Linked DNA regions of Mus musculus: regions 1 and 2 are each linked to region 3. Evidence: chromatin contacts called from public HiChIP or PLAC-seq and promoter capture Hi-C data. All regions are on one chromosome and are shown on one strand. Each heading gives the region's core, a stretch centred on a gene start, on an enhancer-like site or on the middle of the called end of the contact. The rest is flanking DNA. Distances are from core to core; before and after follow the strand shown. Region 1 overlaps Rtf1 (RTF1, Paf1/RNA polymerase II complex component). Region 2 overlaps Ubr1 (ubiquitin protein ligase E3 component n-recognin 1). Region 3 holds the start of Tmem87a (transmembrane protein 87A).

Region 1 (4,239 bases), core at 801-3,300, 710 kb after region 3:
TCTGGCCTGTGAAATTGCTGGGGAGACAGCTCAACAGTTTTATGTCCACCTTGCTCTTGCAGAGGACCTAATTAAGTCACACAGACAAGCACCAAGTCCCACTGCTAGTTAGTACAGAACTAACTCACAAATACACTGTGCTCCAGTGTCTCCTGCTTTCTGCTGTTTTCCTTACTTTGCTGTGGGTAGTGCACAGTACATGTGGATGTGAGAGCATTTGTAAGCTTGTGCATGTACAAGCCAGAGGTCAATGTCAAATGTCTATTTCTCAACTGATCTCCACTTCAGTGTTTGAGACAGGGTCTCTCACTGAGATTGGTGGAAAGGAGCTCTGGGATGTCTGTCTTCATTGGCCCCAGCGGTAGAGTTATAGACATGCACCTCCGGCTTTTATGTGGGTGCTAGGGACCTGGACTCCTGTTTTTATGCCAGCACGGCAGGAGCTTTACTGACTGCAATATCATAAAGACTGGAGACTGGAGATGACTCAAAAGTTAAGAGTTCTGGCTGCTCTTTCAGAGAATTGAGGTTTAGCTTCCAGCATCTACATGGTAGCCATGTGTTGAGTCTAATTTTAGGAAATCCACTGCAGTCCAAGTGTTGCAAGCAAAATACCCATACATACTTTTTAAAAGTAAACTGGATTATGCTGTAACAGTGTTTCATTAAATCATAAACATGAGGTCCTGGAGTTCTAAACTTAAGGAACCTGAAATCTGGTCATTAAAACAATAGGTAGCACATGCTTGCAATTCTATCCAAAAAGTCTTCTGATATTTTAACCTGCTGTTTTAGAATGACTTTAGCTGAAAAACAAAATGATGAATTGTAGTCTACTTTTTAATTTCCATTCTACAAGGAATGTCTACTAAATTATGATGACCCTTTCATCAGCACAGAAGATTCAAATCTGTAAACTAAAATTTCAGCCGGGCAGTGGTGGCTGCCAGCACTTGGGAGGCAGAGGCAGGTGGATTTCTGAGTTTAAGGCCAGCCTAGTCTACAAAGTGAGTTCCAGGACAGCCAGGGCTATACAGAGAAACCCTGTCTCGAAAAACCAAAAGCCACCCAACCAAACAAACAAAAAACCCTAAAATGTCTATATCTACTATTTAGCAAAAATACAGCATCTTTGCTCCTACTCTAATAGGATGACGGTAAACCCAGTGCAGTACATTTATGATGGGTAGTTTCTGTTGTTTTGGTAATTCTGGAGAAGTAGCCATCCTATTAGTTTCCCACAGAGGCTATCCCTAAGACCCACACTCTTACTTCATCTTGATAAAGACACTGTTGAAGATGACTTGCTCTGTTTTTGAAGACCAAGTCTTCCTACAGAGCCCAGGTAGAACTCAATCTGTCACTGCTCCCGAGTGCTGACTTACACCTGGGACACAGTCCCTTTAACTGCCACTTACTTTTCCATTTAATGAGGAATGAAAAGAAAACACCTGCATGTTATGAAATACTATGAGAGTGAATAGTGCCTGTTATACATAAATTTGCATTCCAACACCTAGATCATCATCTAGAACGAAGTTGTAATTTTCTCTTAAACCTGAAGTTTTAGGCATTTCTAATTTTAAATCCTTAAGGAATATGATTTTCAAGTCAGTGTAAAATAATTCAAAACAGTCCACAATGTTCAGTTTTTGCTAAATGAGCTAAAACTACATCAATTTTTTATGCAGACAATATTAGAACCAGTAATGTATATTGTTCCATTGATTCTTGTTACAAGAAATAGCACAAAAATGCACATAGTACTCTGTATCTATTGTGTTAGGAAAATGGCCTCAATCCACTTTTCCCAAACAGTGTTTGAATACTGTGGACTCCTCAACAGAAATGTGAGGTGGTTTAGAGTAAAAGGTTGCACTATCAGGGTCCCATGTGAGCCAGAGTGGCTAGGGCTGGTTTTGCCGACAGGTGTGGGTTTCTAATGTGCAACAGAGCCAAACTCTGGATTCCCTGGGGAGGTGGGCACGGACCAGAGCAAAAACTACCTAGAGTCACACTAGTGAAGCCACTGGCTTCTTGTCCTTCCACTTCCTTTTTCTCTGCCTAAGTGTGAGCCCAGCAACTGTTGCATAAGACACTGCTTTATGGGGAGGGACAAAAGACAAGGGTTAAAATGGAAGAAAAACAGAAAAAACTTAAATGCCAATTTAAAAGAGAGCTTTTTGCTAAACCTAAATGTGAAAAGGGTATTGGTTGATTTTCTTCCAACAATTTCCAAAAGAAGATACAAAGCTGCACCACACACCCACCAGCCCCCATGAGCCTGACTCAGGCCTCCAAAGGAAAATAGCCAATTAATGCAACCAGTGACCCTATGGGGAATTAGAATGCTGTACCTAAAGCCAGTGAAATGTTCAGTGGGTAAGGGAACTTGCTGCCAAGCTTAATGACTACATAGTGGGAGCAGAGACCCAACTTCTGACAGTTGTGCTGGCCTCCAACATGTGTGCTGTGACTTATGCCTGCCCACAAAAAAATTAATGAAAACACTTTTTAAAAAACAAATTTCCGGCTGAAGGTGTCCACCTGATGACCAAACACTCGGTGGAGTCCAAAGACTTCTGTTTAGTTCTGAGCACCTAAGTACAGGGAACTGTTTGTATTCCTACTACCCATGGGTAAATACTTAAAATCTGAGAATTTCAGGGAGACTCAAAGAGTTCCAATAATCATCCCAAGATTTTTTTTTTTTGGCCTCTGGAGAGTAGATCATATTTGTAGTATTTTACAATAAAATCTATAAGTCAGATATTCCTATGTTTTTGGTCTAAGCACATATATCAAATATTGTGCAATACCTACTCTCCCACAATACAGATTCTATTAAAGTATAAGGGAAGACAGGCAAGAGAAACAATACAGAATTATCTTATTCATCTTTAAGCTAGAGACTGCTCACCTGTTCCTTCAAAACCTTTATTCCCTTGTCCTGTGACTCTCAACACAGGACAAATGAAGTCTTTCATTGTCAGAGTGAAACAGTAAGGGGAGTGAGGAAAAACAGGTCAGAATTGATGTTCTGATTTTTCCTCCAGGAAGGACGAAGTAAAGGAATGAGCTAAATTTCATGATTTGTTCGGGGACTGAGGCAGTAGTGAAGGGGTAGCTCTGTTGCTACCTGTGAAAGGTGCAAGCCTCTATTTTCTTATCTGAGGAATACAGGAGTCCAGGTGATCTCTAAGATCCTTAGCATTATGGGATTTTTATATGAACTGGGTGTTTGACAGGAGGGCTCTGTATTTCTTATTCTAGATACTAACAGCCACATGAGAGGTATCTAAGAAGCCATGGTTTCTGAACTTTGGTGTTTTGTTTACTTTTTATCCTGAAGGTTGCAAGGATCAGAGAAACTGAAGAGTAAATGCAAGCTTATGTCAGTGCAAAGGCCTGGTCCACATCTCAACTCTGAGTCCACCTAGTAACGGCTACCCACAAACCACCAAAGGAAAAGGAGGATTGGGTTGTCAGTCAGGTGCTATACATGCTGGCATCCTGCTGGTATGTAAGCCACACACAACACCAGGCAAGTGATTATATAAATATGCAGCAAAGAAAGCAAAAGATAAAGGCTAGAGGAAAGATGTTTCTTATTCAATAAAACAGACTACAGCCTGACTCTTGATCGAGGTAACAGCTTAATGGGCAGCAGCAGTTAAATAACAAATCAGAGGGTATGTGGATGTTACAAACAGCCTGGGGCCAGTTTCCTTCCAAACACTCAGAAAAGAGATGGGATGAAACGTAAGATAGAAGTGGTTGGTTCAGACATGGGTAGCCTTGACATACTGAGTACTATGAATATTCTAGAGGCAAGAGAGCAAAGAAACTTCAAGATTTCAGACAGCATCTCTAAGAGGCAAAAACACCTACACACCTAGGTCTTGGGATACAGAGAAAAAAGTATTTGAGCTAACCCCTCAACCCCCTTGAGCCAGGGTCTCATACAGCCCAGCCTGGCCTCAGATTCACTGCACAGCCAGGAACGAGCTCCTGCCTTAACTCTCAGCATAGGGACTGTGGGTCTCCATGCTGGTTCTAAATTAAATTTATATATGAAAGGAAAAACATTTCAAGAATAACAGCTAGGCTAGTAACAAACAGTGCTGGAACTGGGTCAAAAGAACTGGAAAAGAGTCAAGCGTTTAACCTGTGCCTGCTTTTTATGTGTAAAATACCAGTGACACAGTGACTTGACTGCTTACTCTGGGTAACATGAGA
Region 2 (4,415 bases), core at 620-3,119, 560 kb before region 3:
GTTTAAAAAGCCAGGTAAAGCTCAAAGTTATAAACTGAACATCTTATGGAATCAGGTGTGTTAGAAAGGAGGCTAAATTATGGAGGCAGCGTTGTCTTTTTTTCCAGGTGTTCTTAGAACTCAGCTTTTGGGGCATCCGGTGTTATTTTGCCCACCACACAGGAAGCTCATTCGTTTTATAGTTGTACCTTAAGTGTCAGCGCAAGTTGGTTTTTGGAATCTAATTCTTTATTTTCTTTAGGGATTGTGCAATTGATCCAACGTGTGTGCTCTGTATGGACTGCTTCCAAAGTAGTGTTCATAAAAACCATCGTTACAAGGTATGAAAACTATATGTATAAAACCACTTAGTGGGAATCTCATGACCACCTAGTCCAAGTTTTTGAGCTGTTTTATTTCTTGCTAAATAGCTCTGATGTGTATCTTTAATTATACTTAGATAATGTATGATGTGATTATACCAATTGAGATTCTTAAACTGTATATGTGAGTTCCATTTTCCTACATTCTTGGAAGATTTGACCCTCTGTAAGTTGTTATAAAATTATCAGTTCTCAGGAAACTCCTGAGCATGGTAGACAATGCATCAGTCTACAGACTTAGTTCTTCTTGTGCTCTCTTAATTAATAATGGGGTTGAGACTTTTCCTTTTCTGTTGAATTATTAGATAGTTTTGTTATTAGAGCTAAAATGTATTTCTCACATAATAGTGCTGGTTCTGTATTCTGGGCTCAGATAGATATGAAGATTCATGTTTCTCTTTGTATATTTAATATGCCTCAAGTACTGTGTAAAATGTAAATAACATTTCGAAGTTACATAGTCCATATCTTTTGTAAACTTGAAAGTTCTAGGCTAACACAGACTACATATATAGACAAAGAGGCTTTTGAATAACAAAGAAAAGAATGTCTATAAGCCTAAAGTACTCTCCTCAAAGGAAAGTACACAGAAAATGGAACATTTTTATAGTTGGTCACATAGGGAGCCTTAATAGTATTGAAATTCCCTCTGTCTGGATTCCAGGTTAGAATTATTCATTTCCTTGTTAAACTTTGTAAATGACTTCTACCTTGTGTAGATTCTCAGACAAGGAATACTTTATAAGAGAAAGAAGCACAGCTATTCTGTTAACCATAGGTAGGAGGAATATGTAATGTGCCAGAGAAAGGGGTAGAGGAGAAAGGGGCAAGGGCAGACTCCATCTCTAGGTGGGGCAAAAGCCAACCGAAAATTTTATTTATATTTTATATTATCCAGTTTTCCTAGATACTTTTTGGTATATTGTGTAGGTGAATACCTGATTTTATCTGTGCTGGGGTTGGACTTGGAGCCGTACGAGAGGTTGGCAAACACTCTAATGGAGCTACATTCTCAGTCCTTGTGTGTTATCTCGCAGTGCTGGAGTTTGAAGCTAGTGTGCTTTGTACACACTTGTCAGGCAAGAACTCTATCATCATGCTATAACCTAGTCCAATAAATACAGTTTTAAAGTAATGAGAACTGAACTTAGACTTCATACATGCTAGGCAAGTGCTGTACCACTGAGCTATATTCCCAGCGCTAATACTTTTTAAATGCTATAATATTTGTGTGTATGTTTTGTGTGTTTCTGAGTCAGGTTGTCATTCTGTAAAACGAGCTGAAGCTTTGTTTCTTTATTGTTCCCAAATACTGTCTTGGACTCTTCTGCCACTGAAGGTTTTCCTTGGTCCTCTGTTTGTGTATTTTTCATGTTCAATACAATGTTGCTTTAGACCAGTGTTTCTCAATCTGTGGGTCTCCACCCCTTTGTGAGGTTACCCAAGACTGTAGAAAACACAGATGTTTACATTATGATTCATAACAGTAGCAAATACAGTTATGAAGTAGCAAGGAAAATAATTATATTGTTGTGAGTCACCACAATGTGAGGAACTGTACTAAAGGGTCACAGTGCTAGGAGGCTGAGTAGCATTGGTTTAGACAAACGTAATATGTGATGCTGAGAACAGAACTCAGCGTCTGTACTGTATACTCAGGCTGATCTTGAACTCATGGCAGTCCTCCTGCTCAGCTTCTCAGGTGCTAGAATTACAGGCGTCAAACACCTCGTTCAGTTTCATACTTTTTTTATTTTCTTAAAAATTTTTACATTTATTTTACTTATTTACATGTGTGTTTTATTCATGTGCATATAAAAAAAAGGCATGTCTGAGACTTTATCTGTAGAGAAAGATTGTTTGAGGTTGAAGAATTTGTGCTTTTAATTTGAAAGACATCCTCCTGTCCAATTTCTGTTTTTGTAAAAGGCATATAAAATGTATTATCTGAACCATTTTTAAGTGTGTGTGTGCAGCTGGGTGGTAAGTTTTCAAAGCTCATTCTGTGAACCCATGTCCACGGTCCAGCTCCATACTTCATTTCACTTTGTGAAGACAAAGTAGTCAATGGTGGCTCTCCTGTCCTTGCTTTTCTCCTGGGAGCCATCAGAAGCTTCCTGTCTCTGTGAATGTGACTTCTGTAAGTGCCTCTCCTGGTGTGGAAATCAGGCAGTGTCTTTTGTGACTGGCTTGACTTGTATAAAACTCTCAAGTTCAAATGCAGCATATATCATAGGTTCCTTCCTTTTTAAGTTTGAATAACATTCTGCTATAAAACATCACATTTTGACTATCTGTGTTTCTATTGATGGACTCAGGTTGTTCCACAAAACTTTGATAGATTTAGGTCAGGTCATTTTTCTTGTGTTACTGGGCCAATTTATTTGTGGGTTAAGGCTGGAGAGATGGCTCAATGGTTAAGAGCACAGGTTGCTCTTTAAGAAGACGCAGGTTTGATTCCCAGCACCCACATGACAGCTCATAGCCATCGGTAACCCAGTCCTAGGAGATCTGATGCTCTCTTCTGATCTTTATGGGTATGCAAAGACACATGCAGGTATAATACCTCCATGTGTGAAATAATAAATCTAAAAAGAAATTAAAACAAAAAGGTATGAGAGCTGGGCATGGTGGTAGACTCCTGTAATTCTTAATTCTAGCACCAGGGAGGCTGAGGCAGGATCAGAACTCAAGGCCTCACTGGGCTATGTAGGAAATCCTGTCTCAAAAAGACAAAGATGTGGGGATATTGCCTTTCCATTAGCATCTTTTTGAAGTTTAGTTGCACAGGGCTTGTTGTTGTTGTCGTTGCTTTGTTTGTTTTTTGTTGTTGTTGGGATTGACAATCAATACATTGGAGCCTGAATAAAGTCTAACTTGTGGCTTTTGTGTGAACTGCAAGCTAAGAAAGGTTTCTGTAACTTTTAGGGGCTGAAAGTATGGCTCACAGGTGGTCTCGTGCTTCCTTACTGTATGTGTGCAGAGGACGTTCTGAGAAAAAGTCCAAATTACATCATTCTCATCATCTTCTCCCTGAGTTAGTATATTTTTGGTTTTTCCCCTAGGAACACTGAAAGGAAGAAGATGGTCATTGTAGTAGAACATTAATGTGAATGAAGATACTGTATTAAGTAGTTCTTACTATGTATCATTATATTGAATTTTTAAAGGTTTATATAGTAAAAAATGAAAATGTATACTCAAGCATTTTAGGTTATAAGGGATATTTTTACTTTCCAATCTGTTCTCTATTAGTTCACATTTAATAAAAAACTATTATTTTTAAAATGTGGGGTTACATTTTAAAAACTTGTACATTAGAAGACCCATTTTAAAAAAATTATCTTTAATCTTTTTTACAGTCCAGTTGTTACCCCTCCCAGTCTACTCCCCAACAAGTCCTTATCCCATTTCTCCTCCCTGTCTCCAAGAGGATGTCTCCCACCCCCAAGTCTCCCCACTCCTTGGAGCCTCAAGTCCTTCTGGGTTAGGTGTGTCTTCTTTCACTGAGGCCAGACCAGGCAGTCCTCTGCTGTAGATGTGTCAGGGGCAGTGAATACTGCGTGGTTGGTAGCTCAGTGTCTGAGAGGTCTCAGGGGTCCATGTTAATTGAGACTGCTGGTCTTCCTATGGGGTCACCCTCCTCAGCTTCTTCCAGCCTCTCCCTAATTCAACCACAGCTTTTGTCCTTTGTTTAGGTTTAAGTATCTGCATCTGACTCGTTCAGCTGCTTGTTGGGCCTTTTTCAGGGCAGTCATGCTAGGCTCCTGTCTGTAAGCACATCATAGCATCAGTAATAGTGTCAGGCCTTGGACCTTCCCCTTGAGATGGATCTCAATTTGGTCCGGCCACTGGACCTCCTTTCCCTCAGTCTCTTCTCCATTTTTGTCCCTTCAGTTCTTTTAGACAGGAACAATTCTGGGTCAGAGTTTCTGAATGTGAGATGACAGCCCATCCCTCCACTTGATGCTCTCCCTGTCTTTCTACTGGAGGTGGATTCTATAAGTTCCCTCTCCCCTCTGGTTGGGCATTTCGTCTAAGGTCCCTCCCTTT
Region 3 (4,562 bases), core at 1,558-4,057:
TTCATATGGTGGAACTCTCATAGCAAAAGATTAAGAAGAAACAACAGCCCAAGACTGTAACAAGTGGAACTGGAACCCAATAAATTATAATGCGTCTATCCAGTGGGATACTGTGAGCAGAGAGGAAAATCTCCAAGTCCTGAAGCAGAAGCTTTCCAGACTAAGATACAAAGCAGACAGTGAGGGGGCACAGAACAATGTATATGCGAATTTATTTGTAGGTATAAACAAAGAGGTGATATAAGAATATATAGTTACAAAGAACACTGGAAGAATACATAAGACATGAATAAATATGCTTATTTAAAGGGAGAAGAGAACTAGGATGAAAAAGCAGAGGTAGGAGTAATAATTTTAATCTATTTCTTTCTATGTGAGTTTCAAATCAACTAAGTTAATTATCTTTGAGAGGACACACATTTAAAATTATTTAAAAGTACTTAGGATTTTAAAATAAAACACAATTTAAATAATTGAATAGTAAATATTAGATTTCCTAGAGAGTATGACCTTATCCCCTCAGTTCTCAAAAGCCTAGTGGGAATAATTTGGGAATTCTGTAGAGAATTCCTTCTGGGTGAAGTATTTACTTACCTGTAGAATGCAATCTTGCCACAGTCTTTGAAAATAGTTTTATCCACTGCTTCATCTTCAACACTAAATCAGAAGACATTTTAAAGAAATATATTTTACATAAGAATTGTGAGCTCAATTTTTGTACCTTCCCTAATGATGGTACAAATGTTTGGAACTTATTCTGTACCCAAAACTGTGTCACTGCTGTAACATAAGACTTCATGGGGTGACAGAATGTGAGCTGCAGAACAATATCCTTTTGTAAAACTACCAACATGAATTACAAAATAGTTTCATAGGCGTGGTCTGAAGGCTATGGGAAAGGAGGAAGGCACTTTTAAGATAATAGCCACAACACCAAAACCTGAACTCTCAACCAAGCCAAACAAGCAACTTACTCTCCTATTTAAAGAGCAAAATATTTTCAGGACATATACTTCCAGAGAGTTTAGACCTGAAGACACAGTGTACCTAAATGTTCTATTAAAGTCTAACATACAACTGCAAGATAAGGCTCCGAATCCTTTTAAAAAAAGATATGTGCAGGTGCCAGAGTCAGAATAGAAACAAATACAGAAGAAGGAAAAACTGCTAAGAGGATTCCAACAATCTATAGGTTAATATTCTTTAACATCAAGTTTCCAGAACTGTATCTGGAATAAAATGTAAGAAGATATACATTACTACTATTTATATGTATTTTGACTAGCCTTTCTCTGGTTAAAACAACTATAAGCTATAAGGGGGTTGGAGGGTGAGGAGCACTCGCTTTGGTGAAGAGGTGTGGCTTTCTGCACCTGCAGTTAGTGAGTTCATGATTTTGAAAGAAGCTAAACTATAAAAACAGGTCGGGAGAGATAAAACACACCTAGTCATGCCAAGAAACTTTTATAGTGAAAAAAGAAAAAAAAAGAATAAGAAAAAAAAGAAAGAAATACCCTCATTAAACTCTGGTTTGGCACCGTTTATTTTAATCCAGTGTGCAAACATGAGGAGACCTTGCTGTCTTCCGTTTCCAGTTGAATGAGCCTTGGGGAGGGGCAGCCCGCTCAAAAATCCATTTAAGAGTTTGGAAGGCAACCTTTCCACTGTTAAACTTATCTAATCCTCCTGAAAGTACTTTATGAGAGGTTAGCTATTAACATTACCCAAATCCCCGCAGAACCAATAAAGAACGATGAAGCAAATAGCAAGCATTCAAGGAAGTGCTTTAAAACCTAAGTGAAGCCATCAAAGCTAGAAGGTTGTTTTTGGAGTCCGTTCTTGGGGGGAGCAATTGCCCTTTACCTGATTTCCTCTTTCTCAGCTGCTTCCATGGCACAAGGATGTTAACTCTGCCTGACTCCTAACTCTCAGGCCACAGTCTCAGGCGATCTTTAAAAAAACGGTGACAAGCAGGCTTGCTAAATTATAACCCGTACTTCATCACAGTCAAGAGTCCCCTTCGGGCAGAAGCCAATCTTAATTTTTTTTCATCTGGTATTATCTCAAGCGTAAACCAGCGTCTTTACAGGGATAAAGTACTTGGTAAATATTTCTAGGTTGAGAGTGGCTGATGAACTTTGCTTTTATTGGCGGAGATGTGCTCGCTGCCCTAGAGGTTAAAATCTAAGAGTGTGAGAAACAGGAAGCACCACCAATAAGGGTCAGTCTTAGTGGCTGTCACTCTACAATACCGAAAGCTGACCTGATCTCTCCTCACTTTTAGTTTCGAATGGGGAGTACAGTCTGGATCACTGCTGGACGCTGATGTCGCCTGTCAAACTATGCTGCAGCTGCCCCACAGTCTTTCAGGGTCAAAAGGGACTTTGGAGCTAATGAATCGTTTCTACTTCAGCCCCGTCACATTCCAGGCTCTGTTGCCACAGCTCGACAGCCAGAGAACTCAGTACTTGATGTCAATCATGCATCCAGTGTGCGCGCTTCTACAGACGTCTGGCCTGCGCCTGACCTTGACTTGGAAAGGATGAGGGGCGGGAAGAAGCAGGAAAAGCAAAGCCTTGGCCGCTGCACTGAGTTCCTTTAAGGGCTGGAAGAACAGAGGGAAGCACTAGACCTCAAAACTCTGCTAGTTCACCTCCAGGCCACGATCGCAGGGAAACAGGAGGACGCCTGCGCAGTAGACTCAAAGTTTCTGGGGCGCTCTGAGCGTCTGTGGGAAGAAGCACAGTTTCAAGGACCCGGATAATCCCGCCCACAAAGTAGCGCCGGAAGAGGGTGGGACGAGCCGGAAGAAGGCGGAACTACCTAGCCGGAAGAAGGCTCAATACTTTGGGTAGGCGCTTCATGGCTGTGAAGATGGCGGTGGCTGCGTGGCTTCAGGTGTCTCCTGTTATTTTTCTTCTTTTAGGGGCGCAGCCGTTCCCATTATCGTTTCTTGGTGCAGGTCCGGCACCCGTGTTTGCTGCAGATAGATCGAAGTGGCACATTCCGATGCCGTCGGTGAGTGTTGGGGTCGCTACTGAGCCTGAAGGGGGTAAGAGGTGGGGCTACGGTGGCCCAAGGGGTCCAGGAAGATTTCTGGAAAGTCGGGTTCCCAAAGTGAGTGGAATACCCAGAGCGTCCGTGTAGCTGCCGACGGGATCCCACCTGCCCTGAGCTGAGAGCTGAGCTATTTGCTGTAGGCGAGGAGTGTCAGGGGCCAAGCGTGTTCTTACCGGGAAAGTAACAGAACTTTAAGCATGGAACAGGAGAGAAACTTAATACACAGGGAGAGATAGTAGTTTCTCTTTCAGCTAGAATGTTACAAAATCCAGTACTAGGGCTGGATGAAAGGGAGATGTGAATAGAAGTCTTTATTTTTAACTCGTGTGTGTGTGTTTGTAAAAATAGTCCTACGGATGAAGGGTTTTGATTTGGTTTAAACTTGGAAACGTCTTTTGTGATTAGGGGACTTGGAGATTCAAAAATGCATTTTAACATGGGAATAGCCAAAACGAAACAATTCTAAAATGTTGTGTAGTAAGGATAGTCTTTTGTTTGGATAGTTAACTGATAAGTCGACCCATTTTAGAATCTCGTTTGACTTAGTACAGTACTTTGAACCAGAAAAACCAGATTTTGGTGAGAACTGCTTTAAAAACCATTAGCCATTTCGTTGACCTTTTTGCCTTTTTTTTTTTTTTGTCCTGTTCACTGTACATTTATATGGCAAATATTACAGGTTGTATTCATGTTGGTAAAGGGTTTTGGGCTTTGAGTTGTAGTTTTCTGTTTGTTACTGAAATGATTAATAGTTAAGTCCTTTTACATGTAAAAGTAAAACTGCTGAAAGTTTATTCAAAAGTCGGTTGTTCTGAGGGATGATTCGTGAGTAAAAAAGGAACTGTCCAGCTCAAGCCACTTTGAAGTTAGGTTGAAATTTGTAGCAGCCTCCCACTCAAGAGTCCCTGCTCTGTGGCCTGTAGGGAGCGGCAAGAGCCAATAGTTAGGATATGACTGACTTTCACTAAAGAAAATGTTGTTACTGTCTTTTTGATTAAGAAAATTTTGAATATTTTATAAATGTAGGTATTCATATTCTGCCTTGAAAATCGAAATGCCCTGATGTTAATTATCTTCCCTTTATCTTTTCAGGGGAAAGGTTATTTTAATTTTGGAAAGATTCTTTTCAGAAATACTACCATCTTACTGAAATGTGAGTTTCTAAACTTCATTGAGTTATTCGGATCTTTTAAACTTAGAAAATTATTCTCTACCCTAGTTTGCTTCTGTGTGCGCGCGCGCATTTGTGTGCATGTAGGAACATGTATGCATGTGTGTGAAGGTCAGAGGTCAGTTACTTGTGTCTTCCTCAGTTGCTGTCAGCCCTGTTTTTTGAGACAAGGACTCTCTCCTTGAACTTGGAGCTTGAGGTTTGGCTAGACTGGCTGACCAGCCAGCCTCAGGGATCTTCTTGCCCGCTTCTTTGGCACTGGAATTACAGGCATGGATTTTTACATGGATGCTAGGAATCTGAACTCAGGTGCTGATGCTTGCTGTGACAG

Evidence for each region. Promoter capture Hi-C pulls out the DNA fragments that hold promoters and counts their contacts. HiChIP or PLAC-seq counts read pairs in DNA pulled down with a chosen protein or histone mark.
Region 1: a promoter capture Hi-C map of hematopoietic stem and progenitor cells shows a contact between it and region 3, with 2.5 times the contacts expected there. The contact joins the enhancer-like site here to the promoter of Tmem87a in region 3. A contact is called at or near these places in 5 of 39 promoter capture datasets (the 3T3-L1 cell line, the C10 cell line, hematopoietic stem and progenitor cells and 1 more) and 2 of 9 other capture datasets (adipose tissue and liver).
Region 2: an H3K4me3 HiChIP or PLAC-seq map of bone marrow-derived macrophages shows a contact between it and region 3, with 3 times the contacts expected there. The contact joins the enhancer-like site here to the promoter of Tmem87a in region 3. A contact is called at or near these places in 15 of 39 promoter capture datasets (the 3T3-L1 cell line, the C10 cell line, HPC-7-derived erythroid cells and 7 more), 2 of 484 Hi-C or Micro-C datasets (both in nephron progenitors), 11 of 115 datasets of contacts at active chromatin or transcription factors (the 230-238 cell line, astrocytes, bone marrow-derived macrophages and 6 more) and 3 of 9 other capture datasets (adipose tissue, liver and pancreatic islet).

The regions. Positions count from the first base shown.
Region 1 is chr2:119,696,447-119,700,685 of GRCm38.p6, reverse strand. The region is part of intron 2 of Rtf1 (RTF1, Paf1/RNA polymerase II complex component); the gene reads right to left. Among named protein-coding and RNA genes, the nearest start is that of Rtf1, 23 kb to the right of the region's middle. Within about 2 kb of position 2,050, at least 35 of the 459 cell types and tissues checked have an H3K27ac peak or open chromatin away from gene starts, as enhancers often do. A contact at or near this core is called in hematopoietic stem and progenitor cells, where this site is marked.
Region 2 is chr2:120,956,990-120,961,404 of GRCm38.p6, reverse strand. Ubr1 (ubiquitin protein ligase E3 component n-recognin 1) reads left to right here. Exons shown (of 47, transcript NM_009461.2): 3 at 242-320. Among named protein-coding and RNA genes, the nearest start is that of Ubr1, 12 kb to the left of the region's middle. Within about 2 kb of position 1,869, at least 22 of the 459 cell types and tissues checked have an H3K27ac peak or open chromatin away from gene starts, as enhancers often do. A contact at or near this core is called in bone marrow-derived macrophages, where this site is marked.
Region 3 is chr2:120,402,361-120,406,922 of GRCm38.p6, reverse strand. It overlaps Tmem87a (transmembrane protein 87A), which reads left to right and starts at 2,807. Exons shown (of 20, transcript NM_001110496.1): 1 at 2,807-3,018; 2 at 4,153-4,213. The coding sequence starts at 2,863. Ganc (glucosidase, alpha; neutral C) reads right to left here and starts at 3,027. Exons shown (of 24, transcript NM_172672.2): 1 at 1,864-3,027; 2 at 595-657. The coding sequence starts at 1,892.